2 separate regions of the Mus musculus genome follow, and region 2 is linked to region 1. The links are chromatin contacts, called in public ChIA-PET maps. All regions are on one chromosome and are shown on one strand. The core of a region is the stretch at or near the end of the contact, and the rest is flanking DNA. Distances in the headings are between cores, read along the strand shown. Region 1 holds the start of 4930453N24Rik (RIKEN cDNA 4930453N24 gene). Region 2 overlaps Htr1f (5-hydroxytryptamine (serotonin) receptor 1F).

What was found. ChIA-PET counts read pairs in DNA pulled down with a chosen protein or histone mark.
Region 2: a contact with region 1 is called in an RNA polymerase II ChIA-PET map of effector CD8 T cells, with 13 read pairs. The contact joins the enhancer-like site here to the promoter of 4930453N24Rik in region 1. A contact is called at or near these places in 1 of 39 promoter capture datasets (liver), 11 of 484 Hi-C or Micro-C datasets (CD4 T cells, CD8 T cells, the HL-1 cell line and 4 more), 4 of 115 datasets of contacts at active chromatin or transcription factors (the 230-238 cell line, effector CD8 T cells, embryonic stem cells and 1 more) and 3 of 9 other capture datasets (adipose tissue, embryonic stem cells and liver).

The regions. Positions count from the first base shown.
Region 1 is chr16:64,767,771-64,773,264 of GRCm38.p6, reverse strand. 4930453N24Rik (RIKEN cDNA 4930453N24 gene) reads left to right here and starts at 2,326. Exons shown (of 3, transcript NM_026273.2): 1 at 2,326-2,528; 2 at 4,103-4,341. The coding sequence starts at 2,402.
Region 2 is chr16:64,938,973-64,944,466 of GRCm38.p6, reverse strand. All of the region lies in intron 2 of Htr1f (5-hydroxytryptamine (serotonin) receptor 1F), which reads left to right. Among named protein-coding and RNA genes, the nearest start is that of Gm33971, 67 kb to the right of the region's middle. Within about 2 kb of position 2,761, at least 73 of the 459 cell types and tissues checked have an H3K27ac peak or open chromatin away from gene starts, as enhancers often do. A contact at or near this core is called in CD8 T cells, Th17 cells, double positive thymocytes and 3 more, where this site is marked.

The sequences.
Region 1 (5,494 bases), core at 1,077-3,576:
TTCCTCAATCTTCTCTATATGATTTATTCTTTCTTAGGTATCATCACTTGCTCCAGAAACTCTTAGCTATTCTCATATCGCTCATTAAAACCGACTTTGCCCAGTGTTCCTTTTATCAGGAAATGAAAACTCTGGTGGTCCAAACTAAATCCTGTGTTAACCAAAGACTATCAGATCTTCCACTCTATCTCAAGGTATCATTTCTTGTCACACAGACAGAGTTGCCTTTCTCTTTCTTCTACACGGCCTTCAGGCTACTATGGTATGCTCCATACCCTATCAAGTGACCCTGTTTGAAACTAGTCGATCATATCATTCCTGTTCAAAACAAAAAGAAAAACAAAAAAAAATTAAAGTGGACTCACAACTTATTTTTTTTTAAGTATGTCTACTATGTGCCAGGCTTTGTAAAGGTCATGAAACAAAATTGTTTGCTCTACAGAACACACCTTATAGTGGGATGGGTGTGGGATAGGAACAATAAACACTATAATATACTAAACTGTATAAACACTTTGGAGACAAATGAAATGGGTAGGAAACATAAGCAGACTGTGGGTGGTGAGTTTGAATACAGTAAATCATTAGGGCCTTCCTAGTAATATTTTGAAGCAGGGACATGAATAAACGGTAGGAAAAATGAGCTAAGGAAAATGTCTAAAGAGAAGACCCTCTTAAGTAAAACATCAAGAACATAGGCTTTGAAGCAGAGACCTGCAATACATGTCTAAGGTAGTTATCATAAGGAAACCCTTGAGGTTATCTGCAAGAATTGTTTAGAAATAAAAGAACTGAAGTCAGAGGTCAAACATAAAACACATCTACAGAATGGCCTTCACATTTTTAGATCTGCATGATCCAATCCAGTAGCCACTTGCCACATGTGGATATTAAAACTTTATTCAAATTCACACAAAATTTGAAATTGTTCTTCGGTTTTACTACTATATTTCGAGATCTCAAAATCCAGATGTGGACAGTCGTTAGTATGGGCAATACAACAATATTTTCATCATCTCAGAAACCACCTTGGGCAGGGTTTGAATCAATGGCTCACCTGGGCATGATTTTCCTTCTCAGGGAACGTTTGTTAGCCTGGAGGTATTTTCACTTGTATCAAGTGAGAGAAGGGGCACACTATTCTTTGTGGAAATGTAGGGATGGTGTTAGGCATCCTGCAACCTCTACAGCAATAAATTACCCTGCCCCAAATCTCAATAGTTCTGTATTTAGAAAAAAAAAAAAAAAAACTCTAGAGCCGGGCAATGTGGTGCACGCCTTTAATCCCAGCACACGGGAGGCAGAGGCAGGCGGATTTCTGAGTTTGAGGCCATTCTGGTCTACAAAGTGAGTTCTAGGACCGCCAGGGTTACACAGAGAAACCCTGTCTAGAAAAACCAAAAAAAAAAAAAAAAAAAAAAAGAAAAGAAAAGAAAAAAGAAACAGAAGAAGAAGAAGAAGAAGAAGAAGAAGAAGAAGAAGAAGAAGAAGAAGAAGAAGAAGAAGCAGAAGCAGCAACTCTAATAGAAATCCAGTTTCTCCTTCTAATATTCATAACACAAATCACTTTCCACCCACGGTGTTTCCCCACACCAACCAAATGACTACTAACTGCATTTAGGGGACACCAGCCACTAATTCAAATCTAATGGCAGGCAGGTCCTGCAGCTAGAGGCGTAGTCCCAAGATTGTGTGGCACCCTGCCCCTCCAGCTCCACATTAGATGCAAATCTGAAGTCCCAGGTTGTTTCAAGTATACTTAATGACCAACCAGCTGGCAATTGAGGTTCAACTGAGATTCAATTAATTGGGTTAAATTAATTATCTAGCTATCTCAAAGGCGGAGAAGCAAGTTATAGTCCTTTTAAAACCTAGAGCGTTTCAAAGTGTAGTCTAATCTTTGTAGCTAAAGAATATCAAAGTGATGGCTCCCCTAACTCAGAAGCGGCTAGAAGAGGACAGACCTTCAAAAGTACAGGGGTATGATGGAAGCTCTCTTGGCCTCTCCACCCCTGCCTCCACCATCAGGCACGCGCGCGCATGCGCCGCACTTTAAGTCGCCCCTTCGGAGGCGCTCCCCCCCACCCCCCACCCCCAGGTTCGTTTCTAGCCCAGCCTCGAGTGGAAGGTGGATAGATGCTCAGGACACTTCTTTAAACCGCGAACTGTGGAACTCTACTCCAATAGAGGCCGGAGCCCCAAGTCGGAACCACATTTCCTCGCTGACTTTCTGAGCTAGCACTTCCGCCCAGAGAGGGGCTGGAATCTCCGAGACCCTTCCGGCGCTTGCGAGGGATTGAAAAGGCACTTCCGGTGTCTGTTGCCAAGGCGCCGGCCGGCCCGCGGGCCGTGAGGGCGACACTGGTGGCGTCGTCCTCTGCCCCCCATCCCCGGGGGCGAGATGTCGGGGCTCAGCCACTTAGAGTCGGAGGGCTGCCGAAACCTACTCGGCCTGCTGGACAACGACGAGATCATGGCCCTTTGCGACACCGTCACCAACCGCCTGGTGCAGCCTGTGGACCGCCAAGGTAGGCGCCGGCAGGGGCCTTGTCACCCCCAGGGGTCGGGTCCGGTCGGGTCCGGTCGGGTCCGGTTGTCGCCGAAGCCCAGGGAAGGCCTCCGGGTTGGCGCTGCACAGCTCTGCAGCCTCCCCGCCCGCCGGCCGAGCCGGGTCCCGGCGCGCTGGTGAGTCGGACCGTGGTACCGGCTGGGCAAACTTTTGCGGACATGCGGACCCGGATGAGCACCAGATGAGCCCATTCCCATGATTTTTAAGAGCATCCCAGAGTATGTTTCAGTTTTCAGTTTCGATCTCCACGGAGATCAGTCAGCTCCTGCTGTTTTCTTTCAGCCCGAAGGGAAATAATAAACACTATTTGTCAGTGTCTTAGGTAAATACCCACCGAAACAAATAAAAGGCGGACAGTTTTAATCCACGTATGTCAAGGAATGCTCAGCCTCTTCGTCCTACATTCATTCCTAGTTGGGAAGTAGCAAGACCACAGCTTCTTTTGTTTTTGTTTTTTAAATCAAAAGGTTGTATAAAAGACAAAACGGACATATGTACGTTGCATTTATAAGACATTAAAAATATCCTTACTAAAATACATTAGTGAAACGAATGTTGTTGAAAAGAAAGGGATAGAAAATGACAGACAAAACAAAAAGAAGAACACCCTCAAGCCTCCAAAACAAACCACCAAATTTAGTAGCTATTCTGAAATGGATGGGGAAAAGGTGATAGCGTCTTTAGGGAAGTTGGAAATAGGGGCATCAAAGATACTGTGTGTCTGTGGAATAAGATCTTTGGAAGGTAGATGTAATGAGTGCATTGTCTTTTTCTTTTTCTTTTTTTTAATTCTTGCTATTTTGCAGCAGTAGTCTATTTGAAAGATATTTGGTCTGTGCTTTCAGCCCAACTTTTTAGTTTAAAAACATCTTGATGCTGCTGTTTTTCAGCTTCGATTATCTGTAAAATCAGAAGTTTGACAACATTCCTTGGTATCATATATTGTGATTTTAATCATTTTTTTCAAGGTTTATGGATCTTAGGTATTTGGGGCATAGAAATACATTTTTTTTCTGGGTCAGAAATTTTCTGGGTCACTGTGTAGTCCTGGCTGTCTTTGATTCACTTTGTAGACCAGGCTGGCCTCGAACTCAAGAGATCTGGCTGCTTCTGCTGGGTCTAAGGGTGTGTACCACCACTGCCTAGCAAGGTAAAGGAAGTTTAAAATTTAAGGGATTAAAAAAGCAGACAGATGAGCCGGGCGTGGTGGCGCTCGCCTTTAATCCCAGCACTGGGGAGGCAGAGGCAGGTGGATCTCTGAGTTTGAGGCCAGCCTGGTCTACAAAGTGAGTTCCAGGACAGCCAGGGCTATACAGAGAAACTCGGTCTCGAAAAACCAAAAAAAGAAAAAGAAAAAAAAAAGCAGACAGATGGGTAAGTTCTTGCTTTTCAAGCCATAGGCCATGTTGTATAAAAGCAAGAATCAGGACAAGAGCTTAAATCATTTTCAATAAAATCAAAACTTTTGCTGAAGTTGGGCAAATTAACAAGTGCCTTGTAACTGTCTGTTATTTGTTGTTACTTCTTTTCCAGATGCTATTCATGCAATATTAGTGTATAGCCAAAATGTAGAAGAACTTCTGAGGCGCAAGAAAGTCCACCGAGAAGTCATATTTAAGTATTTGGCAAAGCAAGGGGTGGTTGTACCTCCAACTGCTGAAAAACACAATCTTATTCAGTATGCAAAAGATTACTGGGCAAAACAGTCACCAAAACTGAAGGACACAGCAGAGCCAGTTACAAAGACGGAGGACATCCAGCTCTTTAAGCAGGTATATTAGATTTGTACTTACATTCCAAATCCCTATTCTGTCTGAAACTGTGCACAATCCTGGCTCTGAGGTGCATGGTTCATAGTCCTTTTGTTTTCCAGTCTCTGTCTCCTTTACGTGCTTCAAGACCATGAAAGTAACTAAGATATAGAATATTTCTCAGATTTATATATGTGTATGTAATCTATTGAATTGGGTGTTAGAGTGAGAGTCTTTCCATAAATGAGAAATATTATTATAAAGTATACTATATGAATATTTTCATTTTAAATGAATTTGGAAAGCTGTTATAAACTATTTCATTTTATAAGTCTGCATTCGGTAACTATGTAAAAATTTCACTTAAGTTAAAAAAAAATTCCACTTTCCAGTTAATCCTGGTTGCTCTCAAGTATGTGTGTGTGTTCGATATTGAGGACTTAATGTAAATTGACTGAGCTCTGGATAATTGCTGGGCTTTTACAGTAGGCAAAGGTTCTGTTTGCTTAATATGCTGGAAAACATGCTCATAGCAATTTAATATACTAAAAAGAAAAAAAATGGTCATGTTTATTGCGAAGACATGGAAAATATACTTAAAGATATCACAGATCATGCCAAATATATTGAATAGCAGGTACTTTGTTTAGTATAGAATAAGGTATGATATCTTATTCTTGGTGAGGTACTATATTTTGAAATATATAGAAGCATGAGATCTAGTTTATAGGGTTGTTTTTATAGTAATATTCCCTTTTAATTAAAGAAAAGAAAAAGAAACAGTAGCTGGTTAGTGGTGGTGCATGCCTTGAATCCCAGTACTTGGGGGTGGGGAGAAGCAGAGACAAGTAGATCTCTGTGAGTTCTAGGACAGTCTGGTCTACAAGTTCAAGGACAACCAAGGCCACACAGAATCCCTATCTCAAAAATCAAACCAAAAATAGTATTAATTCCACTATAGAAAATTACCCATTTCAGTTGACTTTGGAAGTATCTGTTTAAAGAGGGTAGGGAGGCAGTTTTTACAAACGATTCTGACACACTGGTTAGGAAAAAAAAGTCATTTTATGCTAGAGCAGATACCATGAGTGGCAAGAGCTTAATTAAGTAGAATTCATGATAATGTTAGAAAATTGTACAAATTTCTCATGAATTTTATTAATTACGATAGTTG
Region 2 (5,494 bases), core at 1,512-4,011, 170 kb before region 1:
TTATAATACATTGTTTCTAGAACAAATCTAGCAAAGACTTCTTTTTTTCTTCTACTTTTCATACTTCAGAAAGTTAATTTCCAAAATTAAGTAGTATTGTGGCCGCACTAAAAGAATGCTGAGGTTCACTTTGTGAGACTTCAACAGGGTCAGGGACAGGAGAGCAAATACAGGAAGGTTTTTTCTTAAGTATTCATAAAATGATTTCAGATACTGATCTGAGGCTATTTCATGCTGTTTTGATAATGTGGTTTCCTTGTAGAATAATTAAATCTGTTCAGGAATGTGACGTGAGACCACCACAGTTTCTACAAGGATTATGAGTTTTATATATTAAATAGGAAAGACTCAGCAACCTAGCTAATGAAATAAGTACATGTTTGCAGCACGATACCCTGACTGACCACAAACATCCTTTAAATAGGAGACACGAGCAAGTTTTAACTTGCTCAGGTTCCATCTGAAAAAAAAAAATTCTTGATCCAGCAGCTATTTTCACAAAGTAAATTCACCGAAAATAAATAACTAGCATCGACGACTCATCTGTGTTACTTCTCTATGCAAATATTTATGTGTCTGTTTTACGTGTTCCCAGCATGGCTTCACATTAAAAACTCACTTAAGGTAGAACCAAAAATCTGTCAATGTCCTTGCCATGCCCCAGATGAGTTGCATCAGAATTTCCAGAACTGGGAAGCAGACACCAACATTTTAAAAGTCCCCCCAGGGAGTGCTAGTGTCAGGCAGCAATCTGAGAGCAGCTGCTGTCCACCCATCCTGAGACTCCCCTACCCCTGTGGGTGGTAACCAATTGATAGTTTGGAAAACATCCTAGATGCATGACAGAAAGTAGTCATTCAAGTATCAAGAAACAGTAGGCATCCCTGTGGGAAATAAAGAAAAGAATCATTACTGGTTCCTTCCGAGAGGTAAAGAAACTGATTTTAAATGGCTTTTTTCTAAATAAAGAATATGGGTTGGGTCAGAAGCCTGCACAGCCTACCAGTATTGAATCTCAGTTGTGCTACTTTAACTGGGTATGGAACAATAAATGGATCGCAAGACCCTCTGAGCCTCTCTTTTCTCAACTGTAAGAGGATATAATAACATTTATTATGGGGATTATAAAAAAGACATATGAATAATTTCTATAAAGCCTCTGTGTGATTGCTCTTACCATTCTAGTGCACCACATGACAGATTATTTCCAGTGTTTCCTTCTCTGCTTGTTCCTGAGTTTTATTAAATTTAATTAACATATGCATAAAGAGAATGAACCATTTGAAATCTGTACTCCTGCCGTGGCATGACTGATACTGGGGTAGGCAGTTCTTAACTATTACCAGGAGAATGTGTATACTAAACATGAAGTACCTGGAACCTTTGTAGCATCTCCAAAAGTTATTTTTCAGAACTCTGTGTCTCACAAAAGCAACTGGTACTACAAGTGTGTGTGGTCTCATCAATTAGGAAAAGGCAGTAGGCTGTGACCCCTCTGAAAGAAAAACAGAGAAAAATAATTTGTTGTAGCTGTTACCATGGAAACTGGGGACCTCTCTTGGAGCCTTTAGCCTCATTGGTAAACGAGTTTAAGAATGGATTCAAATGGAATCTCAAATGTTAAGTCTGATCTATTCTTCCCCTGGAACTGGTTGGAGGGAGGGACTGAGATGGGACTCCTCCAGACCTGTGAAGGTATCCTACTATAGGTGAAATTTTCTGAAGACCTGAAAAATGCACAGAAATTACAAATCCAGACACAGCTTCTGGAATCTGTTCCATGGGGTTCTTTGGGCCCTCACATCAAGCATATAATCAAGGCTCACTCATGGTAAAGATTCTTCACACATCACCAAAATCATGCTTATGTTTCCTACTTGTATAAGCTTAGGACCAAATGGATGCTTCCGTCCACAGCTAAAAAGTACCATCAGAGTCAGCAGATAGGAATGTTCACACTTGAGGAAGGTATGAAGGCCCTGGAACTACCCAGGAAGATGGAGTGAAGCCTCTTTCTAGTCAGTGTGTCTGCCACATAAACACAGGGATTAGCTCTGACCGATGTTGAAATAGTTCTGGCTTGACTTAATTGCTATGTTAATGTAACATGGTAAACTCCCCAGAGACAACTACACAGATACTCTTAAAACTGGATAGAAAGTCATCATTGGGGCAGGAGAGATGGCACAGTGGTTAAGAGCACCGACTGCTCTTCCAGAGGTCCTGAGTTCAATTCCCAGCAACCACAAGGTGGCTCACAATCATCTATAATGGAGTCTGATGCCCTCTTCTGATGTGTCTGAAGAGAGTAATGGTGCCGTACTCATATCCCTTAAATAAATAAATAAATAAATAAATAAATAAATAAATAGTCTTCCTTTGCTAGCTCATAGCTGCATGAGGAACCAGCCCAAATCCTCAGCCCGAAGCCTTACAGCTCTTGGCTTTTCATACACAGAAACCACATCCTTGTTGACACACTTTGACTAGAAAGAATAGTTAACAGGAAGTAGAACTACAGAAGCCAAAAAGCACGGTTAGTACATTTAGGGACTTTTTATTCCAGGACTTCCCCAGTGACATCCTGGAATCTTTGGCTTGGGCTTTATCCCCATTTTGGCCTTTAGCCTACCTACTGGATTCCAAGGCCCTCTATCATGGCATCGGTTGTTCTAAGATCTGGATGCCTATTAAGGTCTAGGAGCTTGTTTCTTTGTGCAAACCAGACAAGCTGTAGTAAATCTAAGCAGCTGTCCAGAAGAGGGAGACAAGGTGGGGACGAGGAAGAGAGAAAGCCATGCCCTTTGAGTTAGCTTACATAGAGGGGTTAGCCACATAGAGAACAAAGCAGTTACATGGCAAGGAAGAATGCTTCAGTAAACGGTAAGGAGGACCAAAGTGTTACAAAAAGCGTGCTTAAAAGCGAGATTTTTAAAATTAACAGATCAATAAATAACAAAAGGAAAAGCTGCATTGTTTTTGCGTAATTCCCCAAAAGAGGCAGCTGCTAGGCTGAGACCCTCTAAGCTAATTGTGCTGGAGGCAGGAATTCTGGGAAGGAAAAGTATATTGTCTCACAAAAGGGAAAGATCATTCTTCCTATCTCATTAGCACAGTTCCAGATAGTCTCTCGTTCCTGAGGCAAGAGTTTTACCCTACTGGCCCTTCCATGCCTCTGGAACACGAGTTCTGCAACTAAGGAACACCTTCAGCTCAGCCTTTCATCATTGTGTCTGAATAACACGAACCTACAAAGGTCCCAACTAGCCCAAATCTGAGAAGCAGAGATATTCTGGTAAATTACATCATTACTGACTCTCATATCAGTAAGAAAGACAACTTTTGGGAACACTCGGTTTCAGAAGATTTCAGTCCACCACTCCAGAGAAGCTGTGGAGGGCAGCTCCATTCGGGATGCCAAGTCTAGAGAGAAGGGTTTCCGTATACAAGGCAAGCAGATGGAACCAGACTAGACACAGCTAAGGATACGCACCATGCCCTATCTATAAAGGTCCCATCTGAGAATCCCACAGCCTCCCAAATCCACCAGCTGGAGAACAAGCACTCAAAATATAAATCTGCAAGGGATACTTCAGATTCAGACCCTAACAATAATATTCTCAATAACTAGCCAAAATTATCTGGGTAGTGGCAGCACACCCCTTTAATCCCAGCCAACACTCGGGAGGCAAAGACAGGCAGATCTGTGTGAGTTTGAGACCAGCCTGGTCAATAGAGTGAGTTCCAGCATAGACATAGATATACAGAGAAACCCTGTCTCAAAAAAAAAAAAATAGCTAAAATGTATTGAGAAGATCAAACTAATCCAAATTTGACTTGTTCTTCCTATCTCCACAGATTCAAGGCCAGCTTCAGTTACATTGTAAGTTCTAGACAGCTTGAGCTGCAGAGTTAAACCTTGTCTCAACAAAATAAAATACAGTAAATAAGCAACAACAAAATACTTGTTTTTTTTTATTATTAGTGGAAGAAAGCCTGTCTCCAGACAAACTCTCATGAATAAAGAGAACCTAAAAGTCATCACAGATTTTAAAGAAATTCTGGGATGAAATGCTAAATTAGAAAGTCATTATTGAGAATGCCAACATAATTGTAGCTGCTTGTGCTTAGAAATACTTTTGTTATATAATTTAATGTAAGTACATTCTCTAGTATGTTAAGACAAAAAAAATATTCTCTGCACTTCATAGACTTACATAAATAAATACACTATTGTTCAGGTTTTACTTTTAAAAATGGGGAATAAAGGAAATCGTATAACAAGGAGAGAAAGCCAGAGAAGGAGTGTAAAATTTATCCAAATCTTAGCAATTGTGGTAATAGGCATAGGCCTGCCAGATTTAAAAAGAAACCAACTTAACTTTCAATTTCTTATTAGCAATATTTATTTTTGTCGGGATAGGCACAGCCTATGTAATCATGTCCATTGTTCATTCCTTACTTAAAATTCAGTTTTAACTTAACATTCTGAAGGATTTTAGCTTGTTAAACATGGCAGACTCAATATGCTAAATATACAAATTGCATTGTAAAAAGACATACATTGAATAGAAGTATGAATGGTGATATTTTTCCCCTTTCGGGTATTAACATGCATGGAGACAAAAAGGAAAGGGGATTCGGGCGGTGGTGATGCACGTCTTTAATCCCATCACTTGGGAGGCAGAGGCAGGCAGATTTCTGAGTTCAAGGTCAGCCTGGTCTACAAAGTTAGTTCCAGGACAGCCAGGGCTACACAGAGAAACCTTGTCTTGAAAAAAAAAAAGGAAAAAAAAGGAGAAAGAAAGAAAGGGGAAGTAACAGGTGGTGTTTCCTCTCATTTGTTCACAAATATTTCCTGTTATTTGTAGCCTGTTGGGGTTTTTGTAAACAGATAAAAATGAGAGCCTGTTTGGGAACTCATAATATTTGGTAGCTTCTTAGGATAGCGGCATTCAACATTCAGCATGAACATGCTAATCCAATAAGGATGCAAATCTAATAAGGAGGCATCATTATACATCGCATTAACTACTTAGGGAAATAAAAATGGCTAGAAATCAGGCAGCCTCCACAGTGTTTTAAACTGCAATTTATTTTTAAGCCACAAAATCATCCGCAGCCTTGTTTCAAATAAATGTAAACTTTCTTTGCCATAAAACTAAGGATGATCCGAGATTAAAATTCATGAGCTAAAAGAAAATATGAATGGTGCTGTATTTAATCAACACATGAAATCTATAGTCAGGAGGACTATTTCCAACAAACAGAAAGGAAACTGAAAACACATGTGCACTGTGAGTTCATTCATTATCAGCATAGTTTTATTGTTTGTTTGCTTTTTAATCAGAATAAACAGAAATGCTCCTGAAACTAAGCTTTATCAATAGCATAGCTAGGCAACTTATTTCAGTATTTGTCTGTCAGTTTTTGCTTTGTTTTTTTTTTAAAGAATTATTTATTTACTATATGTGTGTACACTGTAGCTGTCTTC